Linked DNA regions of Mus musculus: region 1 is linked to region 2. Evidence: chromatin contacts called from public Hi-C data. All regions are on one chromosome and are shown on one strand. The core of a region is the stretch at or near the end of the contact, and the rest is flanking DNA. Distances in the headings are between cores, read along the strand shown.

The links. A called contact is a pair of places that touch in the nucleus more often than the background predicts.
Region 1: a Hi-C map of olfactory sensory neurons shows a contact between it and region 2, with 2.8 times the contacts expected there. The contact joins the enhancer-like site here to the promoter of Macir in region 2. A contact is called at or near these places in 5 of 39 promoter capture datasets (the 3T3-L1 cell line, embryonic stem cells, liver and 1 more), 5 of 484 Hi-C or Micro-C datasets (cerebral cortex, immediate neuronal precursor, liver and 2 more), 3 of 115 datasets of contacts at active chromatin or transcription factors (the SCID.adh cell line, double positive thymocytes and pancreatic cancer cells) and 3 of 9 other capture datasets (adipose tissue, liver and pancreatic islet).

What each region holds. Positions count from the first base shown.
Region 1 is chr1:97,603,568-97,606,267 of GRCm38.p6, forward strand. No RefSeq gene overlaps it. Among named protein-coding and RNA genes, the nearest start is that of Macir, 57 kb to the right of the region's middle. Within about 2 kb of position 1,379, at least 7 of the 459 cell types and tissues checked have an H3K27ac peak or open chromatin away from gene starts, as enhancers often do. A contact at or near this core is called in olfactory sensory neurons, where this site is marked.
Region 2 is chr1:97,660,762-97,663,461 of GRCm38.p6, forward strand. Macir (macrophage immunometabolism regulator) reads right to left here and starts at 1,257. Exons shown (of 3, transcript NM_133825.3): 1 at 1,070-1,257.

The sequences.
Region 1 (2,700 bases), core at 129-2,628, 57 kb before region 2:
CCAATGAAAGGTTACACATCCAAGAGTAATTGGCAGCACAAGTTGTACTCAGTAGGATTCCAAAAAAGAGAGGACACAAAGTTGTATGGGTAGAGAAGAGTGTAGACCTGGGTTAGAGAGGTTAAATATGATAAAAAAAATATTGTACAAAATCATCAAAATTTAAAACGAAATGTAACTGTGGAATTGATATGAATAGTTGCATGCAAAAAAAAAAATCAGTGCAAAAGGGCATGGTGAGGAAGAAAAGAACTGCTCCCATATTTCATTGGGTTAAAGACTAAATGCATTTCCAGGACAAAGGCACATCTCTGGAGACAGGGGTTTATCCCTCTTCTCATCATGTTTAACATCCACTCAAATAAGTTCCCCAACACCCTGAATAATTTATGATGATATTCTAGATCATTTATGATAGTCTAGATCACTAAAAAGAGAAATCCCCCCAAATGGCATTATGACAAGGTCTCCAGCACCTTGGTTGTACTGTTTCTTCTATGTGGAATGCCAATGATGCCCTCAAGTCCATTCTTTGAATCTACCCAGTCCATTCCTCAAATCCCCATCCCTCCATAGAGGACAAATACTTCTGCATTTCTCAAAACACTAACATAACAGACATGCCCCTGTGTACCCACATGTACCTGACCATACACAAGCATGCATGCACCCACACCCACATAAAAGACATTGCAAAAGGGTAGCCAAACGTGATGTAAAATCACCTTCTAGAAGCAAATGCCAGTTGGGAGATAGTCCTAAGTAATTCTGGCTTGGTCAAGGAAACAAAGAGTATCATGATAATCTTATTTTCATAGCCCCTGCATGACTCAAGTCACCCGACCTTTATTGATGACACTTCTGTACATACCCCAGTGTCACCATCATCGTTTCTGACACTCATGAGTTTTCAAAATATTGTAAACAGCCCATGACACACCTGTCCCTTAATATCACCAAACTCTTCTTTGCTATCAATTTCAAACTGCTAAGAAGTTATCTATGCCCCACCCTCCTAAAAATCAGAGCCCACCACTGGAAAGCTGTTTTGGATGGCTTCACCATGGACATTGGAGTTCAATAGCTATTCCAGATTCTAACCAACTGCGCCCATACATGTTTATGCTCCTCCCTCAACTGCCCTGATAGTAAATTCTGTGTTTGTTACAAACTTTCTAACTTTAGATCCATATGTAATTTTAAATTATTTGGCAGTACCCTCTTATTTAATACTGCCTAAGTCATACTAGTGTAGGTAGGGAAAGAGAACAGGAGGAGGCTGTTGTGTATGAGCCTGGTGCTGTTTATATGTTGATGCTAATTCCTCTCTCCTGGGAGGGGTTGCAGACAAGGAGTGAGTCATAGTCAGGTTACTTCTTGTGAACCAATCCCCTAATGAATAAAGGAGCCAATCACTGGGTGAGTAGGCAGGCCTTTCAGGGTGGAGAGGGGAAGAGAGAAAGCAGGGGAGAGTTAGGTCCTTTTGGACAGGGATAGTGTGAAACCAAGATGTAATCATGAGTGTCTCCCGGTTTCAATGGCAGATCCACCAGGATTCGCCACTGGAGGATTTAGATTTAATAAGGCTTAAAAGTTAGGATTTTAGTTGTTTTCGCCCAGCAATTGAGTTACTGTTGTTTCTGAACTAACTTTGTGTGGTGGTTTTCTTCTCGAAGAGACTGGTCTGGGTTCTCAGGAGAAAGGTACGGTTTGCTTGATGGGCATCACAAAAGCCCTGGGGGTATTGAAGCATGGAGCTGGCGTGGTAATGATCTAACAGTGGGAACTTATGGAGCTGGGTGAAGAGATTTCAGGAGCTCTGAGCCAGAGTCTCAAGATAAAAACAGGTCAGCCAATTTGCAAATTATATCTTGGGCATTCTAAGATTCTGGGCAAATATCCACTACTAACCAGTACCCCACACACACCCCCCACCCCCAGAGCTTGTGTCTCTAGTTGCATATGTAGCAGAGCATGGCCTAGTCGGCCATCAGTGGGATGAGAGGCCCTTGGTCTTGTGAAAAATTATATGTTCCAGTACAAGGGAATGCCAGGGCCAGGAAGCAGGAGTAGGTGGGTTGAGGAGCAGAGCAGGGGGAAGGTATAGGGGACTTTTGGGATAGCATTTGAAATGTAAATGAAGAAAATATCTAATAAAAAAATTTAAAAACATTAAAAAAAAAAAAAAAAAAAACAGGCTGGCCATTGCCTGCCAGTTGACAGCACATGTGCTGGAACATGCCAGTTTGTTTTTGTAATATTTCCTGAAACAGAGGCAATCTTCAAATCTATGTTCATACTAAGAAAGTCTTCAGATTGGAGCTCAGTGGTGGAGCTCCCAACTTACATGAGCAGGGTTCTATGTCTGACCACAGAACTGAAAAACAAAGCCATTGGAAAAGAAATCTCATAATAAACTCATTTAGCACATTCCATCAAGAACCAAGACTCATGAAGCCATCTTTAAACACACTGCTGTTTCTTGGACATAGCCTAGCTGTATTACAATATTGATTTTTTTTCTTGATGTTGTTATATGAAAGTAACTAACACCCACATTCATATATATCTTTCATCCACAGTACATCACTCAGTTCCAGCCTACATCAATTAGCTCTGCATTACTATGGAGTAGTAAACAAGGTAATGTATTGTCTTTTTAAAGTAATTTGAGGAAACACTGTAGATGGCTTTTCAATT
Region 2 (2,700 bases), core at 7-2,506:
CGCGAACTGGGTTCCTTCCTGGCCGAGATTTGCAGATTCCACCACTAGAGCGACTTTGGCAGCTTCACAATGGGCCGCTTCTCAAGGTCTGAGCGCCGGCCGCTGCCAGGCGCCCTTTCCTAGGCTTCCCACCCGCCCCAAAGTCCACCAGCGACAGGTGGGGCGAGGGTGGCGGTGCCCGAGACATCTGCCGCCTTAGTTTCTGGCCAGCGCCCGGCCGCGATTCCCCAGTCCACAGGCGCTCCTCCGCCACCGCCGGTCCGTCTGTCCGTCACCAGCCGCCGCACCGGCCTCGGCCTCGCCCGCGGGGTGCAGCGCGCACTGGTGGCCGAGATAAGGTCGCCAGGGGCTGTCTCCCGCCGCTATCTGTAGCCCGCAGCCGCGGCTTGTACACCGTTGGGGCCAGAGGCGCGGCAAGCCGGGCGAGCGTTACTTCTCAATGGGCCTCCGCCGGGCCTGCCGCCTGGCGCTGCGGGTAGGGCGAGCCGCCTAGCTGGCGCGCGCCGACGCGCTCAGACTTCCGCACCTTGGCACCGCGGGAGCGTCGCTCCGGGTCGCAGAGTCCCCGCACCGCATGTCGGCGGCGAGCGCACGCCCGCCCGCCCGCCGGTCCGTCCGCTCGCTCGCTCGCTCGCCGCGCGCGCACGGGGCGCACGCCCCCGCACACTCACCCGCGCCGCACACTCCCGCGTCGCCGGCCCCACCCCTGTGCCAGGAAGCTGCGGGCTCTCGCACCCCGCTCGGGCCCCACCCCAGGCTCCAGTCCCCCCACCACCACGCCAGCCATTCGCACCAAGGCTCAGGGACCAGCGCCGCTCGCAGCCCCGGTGTCACCGAGCCATCAGCCATCGCGGAGGCCGGCGCGGCCCGGGGCTTCCCTGCGCTGCGCACACACCGCGCGCCCGGCCGGGACACGAGGCGAGGAGGAAGGGGCGGCGCCGTGCCTGGGGCTGGCACAGTGGCTCGCTGACTGGGGCACCCACACTCACGCGCGTACCCCACCCATCCCCGCCACCACCTCTGCAGCACAAAAGGTTGCAGGAGGAGTGGCGCTCCCCGTCCAACGTACCGGTCGTCCAGGGTTCCGCCGGTTCCTCTATGGCCGGCAGCCGCAGACCCCGAAGCCAAGGGCGGGCGAGGCGCGGGGCTGCGGCGCCGAGGTGTGGGCAGAGGCCGCCAGCGGAGCCAGCCGGGTACCCGCTGCTCTCCCACCGCGCTCGGCGCCAGCTACGGCCCGCCGTAGTCCCGCCTCCTCCCCCGCCTCCGCCCGCCTTCCCGCCTCCTCCCGCGGGCTGCGGAGGCGAGGCCGGGAAGCGCAGAGCCCGCCTCCTGCGCCAGGCTCGCACGCTCGGCTGGGCGGGCGGCTGGGCCGGCGGCGTGAGAGCGCAGAACCGGAGGCTGTTGCGGGGACGGGAGGCGGCGGCGTGATGCCACACTGCTCCCGGACCAAAGTCCGCCGCACCCTCCGGGGAGCCGCAGCTCACAGGCCTGACAATGCGGGCCGCTCCCACAGAGCGGTGTGCTAAACTCTGTGGGGATGGCTGTGATTTTTGAGTTTCTGCTGATCAGAAGTTGAGAAGAGCAGAAGCCCATGAAGTTAAAATTATACTATAATAATAAATAATAATAATAATAAATGTCAACAACTAAATATGGGGGCGGGGTGAAGACTAAATTCTGAGTCACTTGTTTCTCTTCTCTTTTCCTTTCTAGCTTCCTTCCTGTTCTGTCTTTACAAGGTCTCACTCTGTACCCAAGGCCGGACTTAAGCTCCGGAGAACCGTTCTGCCTTAGTCTCCAGAGCGCTGGGATTACAGGGATGAGGTGCCATCCCAACAAGATTTTCTTTTCTCAGTCCATATGCCACTCCCCTGCCGAAGTGGTCAATGCAGCATTACAAATATTTGCTGATATTTATTTAGCTCTAGGTGCCAACCCTTTTGACGCACATTCCCAAGTTTGCAGCTCTCAACTGTGCTAGTCCACATTTTTAAGACAGAAAACATGAGTTACATCCTTGAAGTCACAGACCTTTCATATAGCTGAGCTGTTTGTGTATTTATAAATTTAAATTCAGGTTCCTGCATTGTGTGGCCTTTTAAACGGTGCTTTATCTGAACATAAAGTCATACATTTCATCTAGACTAATACAAACTTAAAGCAAATAGTTCATGTTCCAGAGTCTATATATGTCCCCCAAATTACCAAGGTTAATAAATACACTCTGGCTCCAAGATGTGGCTTCTGGTTTCTCTGCAACTGAAGGACACTTACTCAATTGCTTCTCATATGCTCTGATGTAAGTATCAGAAAAAGGAAGGAAGAGGCCAGATTCATGAATGTTCTCAGTTACTCTTCCCCAACATGATATTCATGTAACTTATCAAATATAGATAGACCCTAGTACACTGTACAGGTATTGAATGCTCAAGTGATTAAATTTTGTTTTATATTTATTTGTTCAGTTGTTTTGTGCCCCCCCCTCCCCGCCCCACCACCATGGGTACCTTAGTAGAAGATGCTCCAAGTATTTTCAGATTTGAACATTTATCACAGCAGTGTATTCTGATGTTCGTTCTTATAAAACTACCTCGGAAACATTACAAATTATTTCAAGAAGCTTAGTTTCATTTTGTCTGAACTCATAATTTTTTTAAGAGAACACCTTGTAACTTGGCCTTTGTTCTGAAATTTTAGCAA